Regions from separate parts of the Pan troglodytes genome. Here all the other regions are linked to region 3. A link is a contact called in public HiChIP or PLAC-seq data. All regions are on one chromosome and are shown on one strand. Each heading gives the region's core, a stretch centred on a gene start, on an enhancer-like site or on the middle of the called end of the contact. The rest is flanking DNA. Distances are from core to core; before and after follow the strand shown. Region 1 holds the start of NEMF (nuclear export mediator factor). Region 2 holds the start of KLHDC2 (kelch domain containing 2). Region 3 holds the start of DNAAF2 (dynein axonemal assembly factor 2).

Region 1 (2,897 bases), core at 229-2,728, 230 kb after region 3:
AACTACACATAATTTAATAAAAGCTCCGAAAGAGCGGATCTCAGTCTCTAAGGATATGGAGTCAGCCGAGGAGCAGAGTCTGAAAGCCATTTGGAGATTCAGTTCAAAACTTAAGAGTAACGATTTAAAAACAGAAGTGGTCTATCAGCTCTAGGAACAACACACTATAACTTGCGTCTTCCAAATGACCCAATTTTGGGGGAGAAATACAGTAAAATATAATCCAATTAATTTATTACAAAGGAGAAAAAAAAAAAGATAAAAGAGGGCCCCGAAAATATGACAAAGCTCACAGGGCTGAATAATAGAATCCAGACTAGAATCCAGATCTCAGTCCAAATCTGCTCAATCCAGCTAAAACCGCGATGCTCTCTCTCTCTCTGGGGTGAGGGGAGGGAGGTGTTCAAGAAACCAAGCCCCCGTCTGGAAACCTCTGAAGCAAACGACCACTCTGGCGTCTCGTGTTTTAACAAACGTTTCCTGCCCGACCCGGACAACCCAGGCCAACAATGCAAGAGCTTCGCGCTAGCGGGGCAAGCCAGAGAGCTGGGAGGACGCGGGGGATGGGGCACGAGGTGCCTGGGACACCCAGGGGTATCCTAAGGGTCACGGGAAAGACACCACACGCCTGTCCACTCAGGCCTAGGCAGGTCCATAGACGCACTAGGAAATAAGGAAACACATCAAGCTGGTCTGTTTGCGCCATGGGACTCCGGCCTCTGCCTCCTGCACTCCCCACACAAGCCTCGTCACTTAGGGTACTGTACCTAGCATTCAGCTCCGCGAGTACGGCGCGGAGGTCAATGGTGCTAAAGCGGCTCTTCATGGCGAGGCCCGAGGGTCACTACCGCAATTTCCTCTACTGCCCGGCCGGACTCGACGCCACTTCTCTTCCGCGCAGGCGCACTTGGCGGAGCTCTACGGCCGCGCAGAAGACCCAATATTCCTCGAGGCGAACGTATTTGTGTCGCTTTTCTGAGGATTTCGATTGTCAAGTTGCAGCTGACTCTCTTCATTGTACCAAAATTCAAATTCGAATAAAGATTCAAACTGTTCTCTTGAAGCTGCATTCCTTCCTGGAACCCTTACGGACCAGTCTGGTTACCGTGCCCCATTGTGTTTTGGGCTCAAGTCAGCCTTCATAGTGACCCCTGCTGGTCGAAACAATTTTCGAGATGATTATCAGGAGTATTTCCCCACAGGGGGGCCGTAGGGCTCAGTGTAGAAGAGCAAGGACCCCTTTCTGCGTGCTTACTTTGACATAAGATTTTGAAATGTAACGAAACGGAACTGCTTCGGTCCTTCTAAGATTATCCTCAACGATCGAGGCGAACTCTCAAAACGGAGTTCCTATTTTGATGGGTCCTGTTCTCCGAAGGAGCATTCTGCAGTTGATTACAGGATTCTCATCGAACCTCGGTCTTGGTACCCCTGAGACTCACCGCAGTACCTGGTGTACAATCGGTGCTCCATAAACACCTGGCAGCATGAATGTGCAAGTGTTTAGCTAGATAATGGTGAAATAAGATAAAAATAAAAACAAGAAGATTCCCAATGGGGGTGGGGTGGGAGGGGGGATTCACAGTGTAGTGAGGAAAATAGTCCTGTAAGAATGTAAATTCTGCATTTCTTTTGTCTTAGGATAGATGCATGGGAAGAAAGGCTACTTTATAAGGTGAGAACTCAAAAGAGGCAGGGTCTCACTATGTTGCCCAGGCTGGAGTGCAGTGGCTATTCACAGGCGCGATCCCACTACTGATCAGCACGGGAGTTTTGACCTGCTCCGTTTCCGACCTGGGCCGGTTCACCCCTCCTTAGGCAACCTGGTGGTCCCCCGCTCCCGGGAGGTCACCATATTGATGCCGAACTCAGTGCGGACACCCGATCGGCATAGCGCACTACAGCCCAGAACTCCTGAACTCAAGGGATCCTCCAGCCTCAGCCTCCCGAGTAGCTGGGACTACAGGCACGCGCCACCGCGCCCGGCGCTCGGCGTCGCTGCAAAAGAGCTGCTAGAGGCTTGCAGGCTACACATGGTAGCAACCAGAATTCCTACCACCAGAAGGCGACTCTAAACAGAAAGGGCGCCGCTGCTATTTCAGAACTGGTACCAGTAGATGCAAAAATGGCTATAGCACATACTGCACAGCATTACTGTCATACGGTACAGTAAACCATACAGAATGGCCCAAAATATGAAAGCATTGGCGAGAATGTGGAGAACAGGGAACTTTTGTATGCTGTTGATGGGAATGTAAATTAGTAGAGCCATTGTGCAAAACAGTATAAAGGCTCCTCACAAAATTAAGAATAGAATTACCATGTGATCTAGCAACAAAATCACTATCCTGAAGATATATGTTCATGTTCATTGCAGCATTATTCACAATAGCCGAGATATAGGGATAATCTACTTTTCATCAACGAATGAACGGATAATGAGTGCAAATATATATGTACACACACACACACACATACATACAGTGGAATATTAATCAGCTTTCAAAAAAGAAATAAATCTTGCTGTTTGCAACTGGCATGGATTTAACAACATGGATGAACCTGGAGGACATTATGCTAAGTGAAATAAGCCAGACATAAAAAGACAAATACTGCATGATCTCACTTATACGTGGAATCTAGAAGTTTCTCATAGAAACAGACAGCAGAAATGTGGTTTCCAGGACTTGGGATGTGGGGGAAATGGGAAGATACTGGTCAAAATGCACAAACTTTCGGTTATACGTGGAATAAGTTCTGGAGACTTAATGTACAACATGCTGATTATAGTTCATAGTAATGTACTGTATGCTTGAAATTTGCATGGGAACAGAAAACCAAATACCGTATGTTCTCACTTATAAATGGGAGCTGAATGATGAGAACACATGGACCCA
Region 2 (3,074 bases), core at 270-2,769, 140 kb after region 3:
CAAGGAACTTCGATAACCCCAAAGTCTAGTGAGCATAATTCGACTTGGAGAAGACACTGCTGCAAGGAATTCTGTGAGTCAGACAGATTTGAGGGCACCAACCAGGGTGAATGGCAGATAAGGTCTTAACAGCCTCAAGGTGATTTGCTTCCTTGTTGAAGGCTTTAATTAATCCTCTTAAGTAACTTTCAAGTTCTTGAGTTCAAGTAAACACATTGGCACACTAGGGGAGGAGTGGCAGGCTATAAGCATTTTAATAATTAAAAAAAAAAAAAAAGCCTTTTATTGTTCAAAGTGTTCCTTTTCTACGGAGTGCTCCCAACCAGAAGATGAGGGAAATGGAGATAATGAAACACGTCCCTCCTACCAAACACGATAAATTCTAGAGGCACTGTAAGATCAAGAATTTAAGATTATTTTTGTCCCACCCTATTTTACAGGTGAGGTATCAAGCACAGTAACTCGTAATTTTATTTTGGCCCAATTGAAAGGTATCATATAAAATAAGAGAAAGCTGTGTGTGCGTGAAAAGGATCCGCCTTTCTTTCTGAAGAAAAGGGTGGTTACGGCTTCGGAAACGCTTTTCAAGCCAACTCTGCAGCCCGGCTGGCGGCAGCAGCGGCGGCGGCGGCAACGTCAGATTCCTGCAGAGGCGGCGCCCGGCAGGGGCGGCAGGAGCTCAGGAGAGGCCGCCGAGGATCGGGCTGGGCCCCACGTGAGAGCTAAGCGACTGCCCTCGCGCCCGCAGAACAGCAGGGCCTGCATCGACTCTAAGGCGAGACCAGAAACTTGCTAGTGGAGCAATTCTGGTGCCCCTGCCCGGGCTGTGAACCCTCTGAGATCATCCCTCAATCAAACGAATAGAAATCCTCGGGAAGAAAAAAAAAAATTGCGGCAATCCGGCTAAAATTCAGCAGCTTTCAGGGACCGATTCAGGACATTATCCCTGCGGTTCCCTCAGTGAAAGGAGACTCGAAGCGCGACTGGAAGTCGCCGGGCCCCATAGAGCTGCGGTGCCCAGGCCGTAGGCGGAGGCGCGGGCAGAGGCGGCGGCGGCGGCTGGAGGACCCGGCGCTGGGGGCGCTGAGCGGCAGCCTCGCTTCCGGAGCTCGGCGGGTGGCGTCAGCGGAACGGGCGGCGTCAGCGGAACGGGCGGCTTCCGGCCGCGGCGTAAACAAGGCCGTGGACTGCAGGAGGCGGGGCGGACGGGCTGCAAGAGGGAGCCGGCCCGACGCGGACCGCTTCCCTGCAGTGCCCCGAGTCCCGGGCCCGCGCCGCCGCCGCCTGGCTCCGCTCGCGGCCCTGCTGTCTGCAGGCGTGCCCCGGCGGCGGCGGAGAGCCGTCCTCGGCCGAGGAGGCTGGGAAACTCGAGCGCAGGCGGCAGAGAGGCCTCAACGCCGTCCCTTTCGCCACCGCCTTCTCCTTGCCTCGCGCCGCTGTGCATTTCTCTCCTTTTCCTTTGTTTCTTTGGCCCCTCGCGGGTGTGGGCATTGTTGGTTAGCAAAAGTGCAGCCTCAAGATGGCTGATGGCAACGAGGATCTGCGGGCTGACGACTTGCCTGGGCCAGCCTTCGAGAGCTATGAGTCCATGGAGCTTGCCTGCCCCGCTGAGCGCAGCGGCCACGTAGCCGTCAGCGACGGGCGCCACATGTTCGTCTGGGGCGGCTACAAGGTCAGTGAGTGGCCGGGCCGCGACGGACGTCGCTCGGCTGTGACTCGGGTCTGCGTTCGCGGCCAGGCGGGGAGGCCAGAGCGGGCCGCGGAGGGCGCTCCCCGCCTGCGTCGCGCGCCCCACCTCAGACTCTGCCCGTTGGTTGTTTTTTTTTTGCGCGCGGGAATCTTCCTTCTCTCGAGTCCCCCAACCCGTCTCGAACCTCCAGGGCTGCTGTCATGTCACCCTGGTGCTCACAAAGCCAACTCACTCCCACCCCCGTTGTTGCCATTGGAGCGTTATTCCGGGGAAGGTCCTGTTAATGTTGCTTGGGCGGTGCATTCGGAAGGGTTGGGGTGTGAAAGGTGACGGTGTGTGATATCACTCAGACGCGTTATGAGGACGGCCTACGAGGACTTCACCCTCTGGAGCTGGGAACCGCTGCCCACTTACAGGGAGGCCGAGGCGTAGGAAAACTGGAATTCCAAAAGGTTACAGGAACCACCTTATTCAGCCTTCCCGCCTGTGCAAATGGCCATCAGGACTGTTTTCCTTCTGGCTTCAGCTGGGTTGAAGTTTTTCAGCAGACACCCCTATTAAGATAATGGAAAAGCTCCACCAGTAACCAAAAAATCCCCAGCATCAAATGAACTACAGAGTGCAGCTCTTTGACTCTCCGATCCCCTGGTTATAAACAACGTGATTAGTTAGCAGTTTAAAGCCAGTTGCCATTCTTTACCCTGCTAACCTCGGAAATCTAGAATTTTATTTGCTAGGATGGCTCTGAGCCAGTCCTACCACAAAATTCCTCTTTGGTCTTGAAAATGTTCTCCGCCCTCCCCACGCCCGTGCCTTGGATGACTTGCTTTGTGATTGTTTTTAGCTTATGGTACAGCTGACTTGATCATAGTTGACCATTTTTGAGATAGCTTTCAAAGATAGCTGTCCTGATACTTTAATTTGGTTTAACTGCAAAAGTAATTTTTTGCCAATCCTAATGAATCTGCAGTGTTTTCCCCAGTTTCCAATGAATGTGGTTAGAAAATAGAAAGGGGGCCGGGCGCGGTGGCTCACGCCTGTAATCCTAGCACTTTGGGAGGCCAAGGTAGGTGGATCAGCTGAAGTCAGGAGCTCGAGACCAGCCTGGCCAACATAGTGAAACTCCGTCTCTACTAAAAATACAAAAAAAAAATTAGCCTGGCGTGGTGACGGGCGCCCTAATCCCGGCTACTTCAGAGGCTAAGGCAGGAGAATCACTTGAACCCGGGAGGCGGAGTTTGCAGTGAGCTGAGACGGCGCCATTGCACTCCAGCCTGGGCAACAAGAAGGAAACTGTCTCAAAAATACTTTAGAAAGGGGTAGAGAATTGCAAGAAGGGGGGCGGGGGGGGGGCAAGCATGTAGTCACCCTTATAAAAATGTAA
Region 3 (3,229 bases), core at 494-2,993:
GCTCCCCCGGCTTGGGGACACGCTCCTCTCCAGCTGCGGCCGGCGGAGGCGCCACCTCCGGGTCGCCCAGGGTGGTGACCCCGGAGCCCGCAGCCCCAGCCACGCAGGTATCGTGGCCTCCGTCCTCGGCGCGACTCCCCGCGGGTCCCGCCTCCCCCTCGCGAGCGGAAGCGCAGGCCTGGCCGTCAGTTCCGGACCGGTCCGCGGACTCTTCCGGCGCGGCGGCGGCGACGGTGACAGCGGGCTCCCGGCGCGCGGCCGGCAGCACCACTGGCAGCGTAACCACCAGCTGCCGCCGGGCCTTGTTGAATTGTGCCTTGCCGCGGCCATCGTCCACTGGGTACGGGAGCGAGAGCCGCAGCCGATAGTCAGGTTTCCTCGAGTCGAGGCACAGCAGCTTTCTCGTGACCTCCAGCGCCGCCTGCTCGGCCGAGCGCAACAGCGGCAGTTCGATGGTGATCACCAGCTCATGGGGCACGGGGCTCGGGGCTGAGTCCCTGGAGCAGCGGTAATCCTGGAGGTCCACGTGGTGGCGCTGCACCACGCTGTAGCGAGGCTCGGTGGGGGCGGGCTGCAAGGCCGCTTCCGGAGGGGAGGGCGGCCGGGGCCCGGGGGCTGCCGGGTACTGGTAAGGGTAGGGGAAGTCCGGGAGAGGACCCTTCGGCTCCCCGTCAGGCCTTGCGGGGATGACCCCGGGCAGGGGCGTGCGCAGCACCGCAGCCTCTGGGGTCCCCTTATACTTGGCCTTCAGGGTCTTGGCATTCCTGCGGTCCAGCTTCACGCCGAACTGCTTCTCGACGGCCTCCAGGGCCGTAGCGTCCAGCATCTGGCGGAAGCCCTCGTGCCGCCGGGCCAGCGCAAGCGCGTCTGGATGGAAGACCACGTCGTAGACCATGTAGCGGCTGGTGCTGCGCCCCGCGTACTCGCGGCCGGGCGCCAGGCTGTAGGGCAGGGACCAGTGGCTGCCAGGAGCTGCGCCCCGGTCGCCACCGGAGCCGGGCCGGCTGCTGGGCGCGCCCACCAACGCGTTGCTGCAGACGTTCACAAAGCAGCGCCGCGCCCCGTCCAGGCTGGTGCGCAGCACATGGCCGGGCTCCGGGTGCACGAACCGCACTTCCACCCCGCGCTCACGCTCTAGCGCGGTGATCTCCGCCTCGTAGCGCCGCCGGTTCTCCGGATCGGTGAGCTCCTCGGCGTACTGGGAGAACATTCGCCGGAACTCCGGGTCCTGGAAGGCGGAGGTGAGCCGCTGAACCTCCTCTCCGCTCAGGTCCAAGTCCTCCAGCGACGAGGAGGCCGCCGCTTTGGCCATACTGTCCTATGGCTCCTCGCCCTCGGGCCAAAGGGGATCAGTCTGACACTGGGTTGGGGGATCCGCCTCAGAGTCTCTGGGCAGCGGACAGTGACGCGGTGGAGGTCGGTAACGGCTGGAAAATTGAGCCTTGAGCAGCGCGTGCTTGTTGTCATAGTTACACCACTAACATTCGGGAGGAGGGGTAGAGATCATGGTGGAATAGGCCGGGCGCGGTGGCTCAGGCCTGTAATCCCAGCACTTTGGGAAGCCTAGGCGGGCGGATCACGAGGTCAGGAGATCGAGACCATCCTGGCTAACACGGTGAAACCCCGTCTCTACTAAAAATACAAAAAATTAGCCGGGCATGGTGGCGGGTGCCTGTAGTCCCAGCTACTCGGAAGGCTGAGGCAGGAGAATGGCGTGAAACCCAGGAGGCAGAGCTCTTGCAGTGAGCCAAGATCGCGCCACTGCACTCCGGCCTGGGCGACAGAGCAAGTCTCTCAAGGAAATCATGGTGGAATAGTGGAAATGCCAGAAATAGCCCTCTTAGATTCCTCAAACCAACCCACCACCGTACTTTGTTTTGTTTTTCTTTTTTTGAGACAGAGTCTCGCTCTGTCACCCAGGCTGGAGTGCAGTGGCGCAGTTTCGGCTCACTGCAAGCTCCGCCTCCCAGGTTCACGCCACTCTCCTGCCTCAGCCTCCCGAGCAGCTGGGACTACAGGCGCCTGCCACCACGCCCAGCTAATGTTTTGTATTTTTACTAGAGACAGGGTTTCACCGTGTTAGCCAGGATGGTCTCGATCTCCTGACCTCGTGATCCGCCCGCCTCGGCCTCCCAAAGTGCTGGGATTACAGGCGTGAGCCACCATGCCCGGCTACTTTCTCTGTTATATAGATTCCTATGCCATGGTGTAGTTACTTCTGCAGAATAACTATTGTAACTGTCATAATTTCCAGCATTACGTACATTATCCCATTCATTGTTCACACCACTTGAAGATAAAAACCTCATCCCCATTCCACAAACAAGAAGATGGGACCTGAGAAGTTGGACCAAGGTCACAGAGCCAGTGTATTCAACAGGCGAATCCAAACCTGTTTATCTGCCTTTTTTCACTTTGCTAAACCAACATTTCAATCTTTTTCGTTGTTATTGAAATAGTCTCACTCTGTCTCCCAGGCTGGCATGCAGTGGTGGGATCTCGGCTCACTGCAACCGTAGCCTCCCGGGTTCAAGCAATTCTCCTGTCTCAGCCTCCCAAGTAGCTGAGATTACAGGCGCCTGCCACCACGCCCGGCTAATTTTTGTATTTTTAGTAGAGATGGGGTTTCACCATGTTGGCCAGGCTGGTCTTGAACTCCTGACCTCAGGTGATCTGCCCTCCTCGACCTCTCAAAATGCTGGGATTACAGGCGTGAGCTACGGCGCCCGGCCAACATTTCAATCTCAGTGTTCCTCCTTTGCATTTTCTGGCGATTCCACTATCATATTTACCCAGTTAAAACTCATTTGGGGCAAGACATATGGGCAGGCTATTCATAAACAATTACCAGTGGCCCGTGAACATATAAAACTAACTTCATTAATAATAAAAATGCAAATATACCACATTTAAACTACCAAAATAGCAAAATTCTTACTGTATTTCCTTGGGGTGGGAGTAGACTTTAGTAAAATCTTTCTAGAGAGCAGTTTTGCAATTGTATCAACACCATTTATTCATTTATGTATGTATGTACATATTTTTGAGACAGGGTCTCTGTTGCCCAGGCTGGAGTGCAGCTTCAACCTCCTGGGCTCAAGCAGTCCTCCTGCCTCAACCTCCCAAGTAACTGGGACTACAGGCATGTGCTACCATGCCTGGCTAATTTTTTTAGTTTTTGTAGAGATAGGGTTCTCAGTATGTTGCCCAGGCTGGTCTCCAACTCCTG

The links. HiChIP or PLAC-seq counts read pairs in DNA pulled down with a chosen protein or histone mark.
Region 1: a contact with region 3 is called in an H3K4me3 HiChIP or PLAC-seq map of stem cell-derived excitatory neurons, with 4 times the contacts expected there. The contact joins the promoter of NEMF here to the promoter of DNAAF2 in region 3. A contact is called at or near these places in 1 of 7 Hi-C or Micro-C datasets (stem cell-derived neural progenitor cells) and 1 of 1 datasets of contacts at active chromatin or transcription factors (stem cell-derived excitatory neurons).
Region 2: a contact with region 3 is called in an H3K4me3 HiChIP or PLAC-seq map of stem cell-derived excitatory neurons, with 6 times the contacts expected there. The contact joins the promoter of KLHDC2 here to the promoter of DNAAF2 in region 3. A contact is called at or near these places in 2 of 7 Hi-C or Micro-C datasets (blood and stem cell-derived neural progenitor cells) and 1 of 1 datasets of contacts at active chromatin or transcription factors (stem cell-derived excitatory neurons).

The regions. Positions count from the first base shown.
Region 1 is chr15:47,868,959-47,871,855 of NHGRI_mPanTro3-v2.0_pri, forward strand. It overlaps NEMF (nuclear export mediator factor), which reads right to left and starts at 1,479. Exons shown (of 32, transcript XM_054666511.2): 1 at 768-1,479. The coding sequence starts at 826.
Region 2 is chr15:47,784,156-47,787,229 of NHGRI_mPanTro3-v2.0_pri, forward strand. It overlaps KLHDC2 (kelch domain containing 2), which reads left to right and starts at 1,520. Exons shown (of 13, transcript XM_054666512.2): 1 at 1,520-1,672. The coding sequence starts at 1,520.
Region 3 is chr15:47,639,649-47,642,877 of NHGRI_mPanTro3-v2.0_pri, forward strand. It overlaps DNAAF2 (dynein axonemal assembly factor 2), which reads right to left and starts at 1,744. Exons shown (of 3, transcript XM_509930.9): 1 at 1-1,744. The coding sequence starts at 1,312.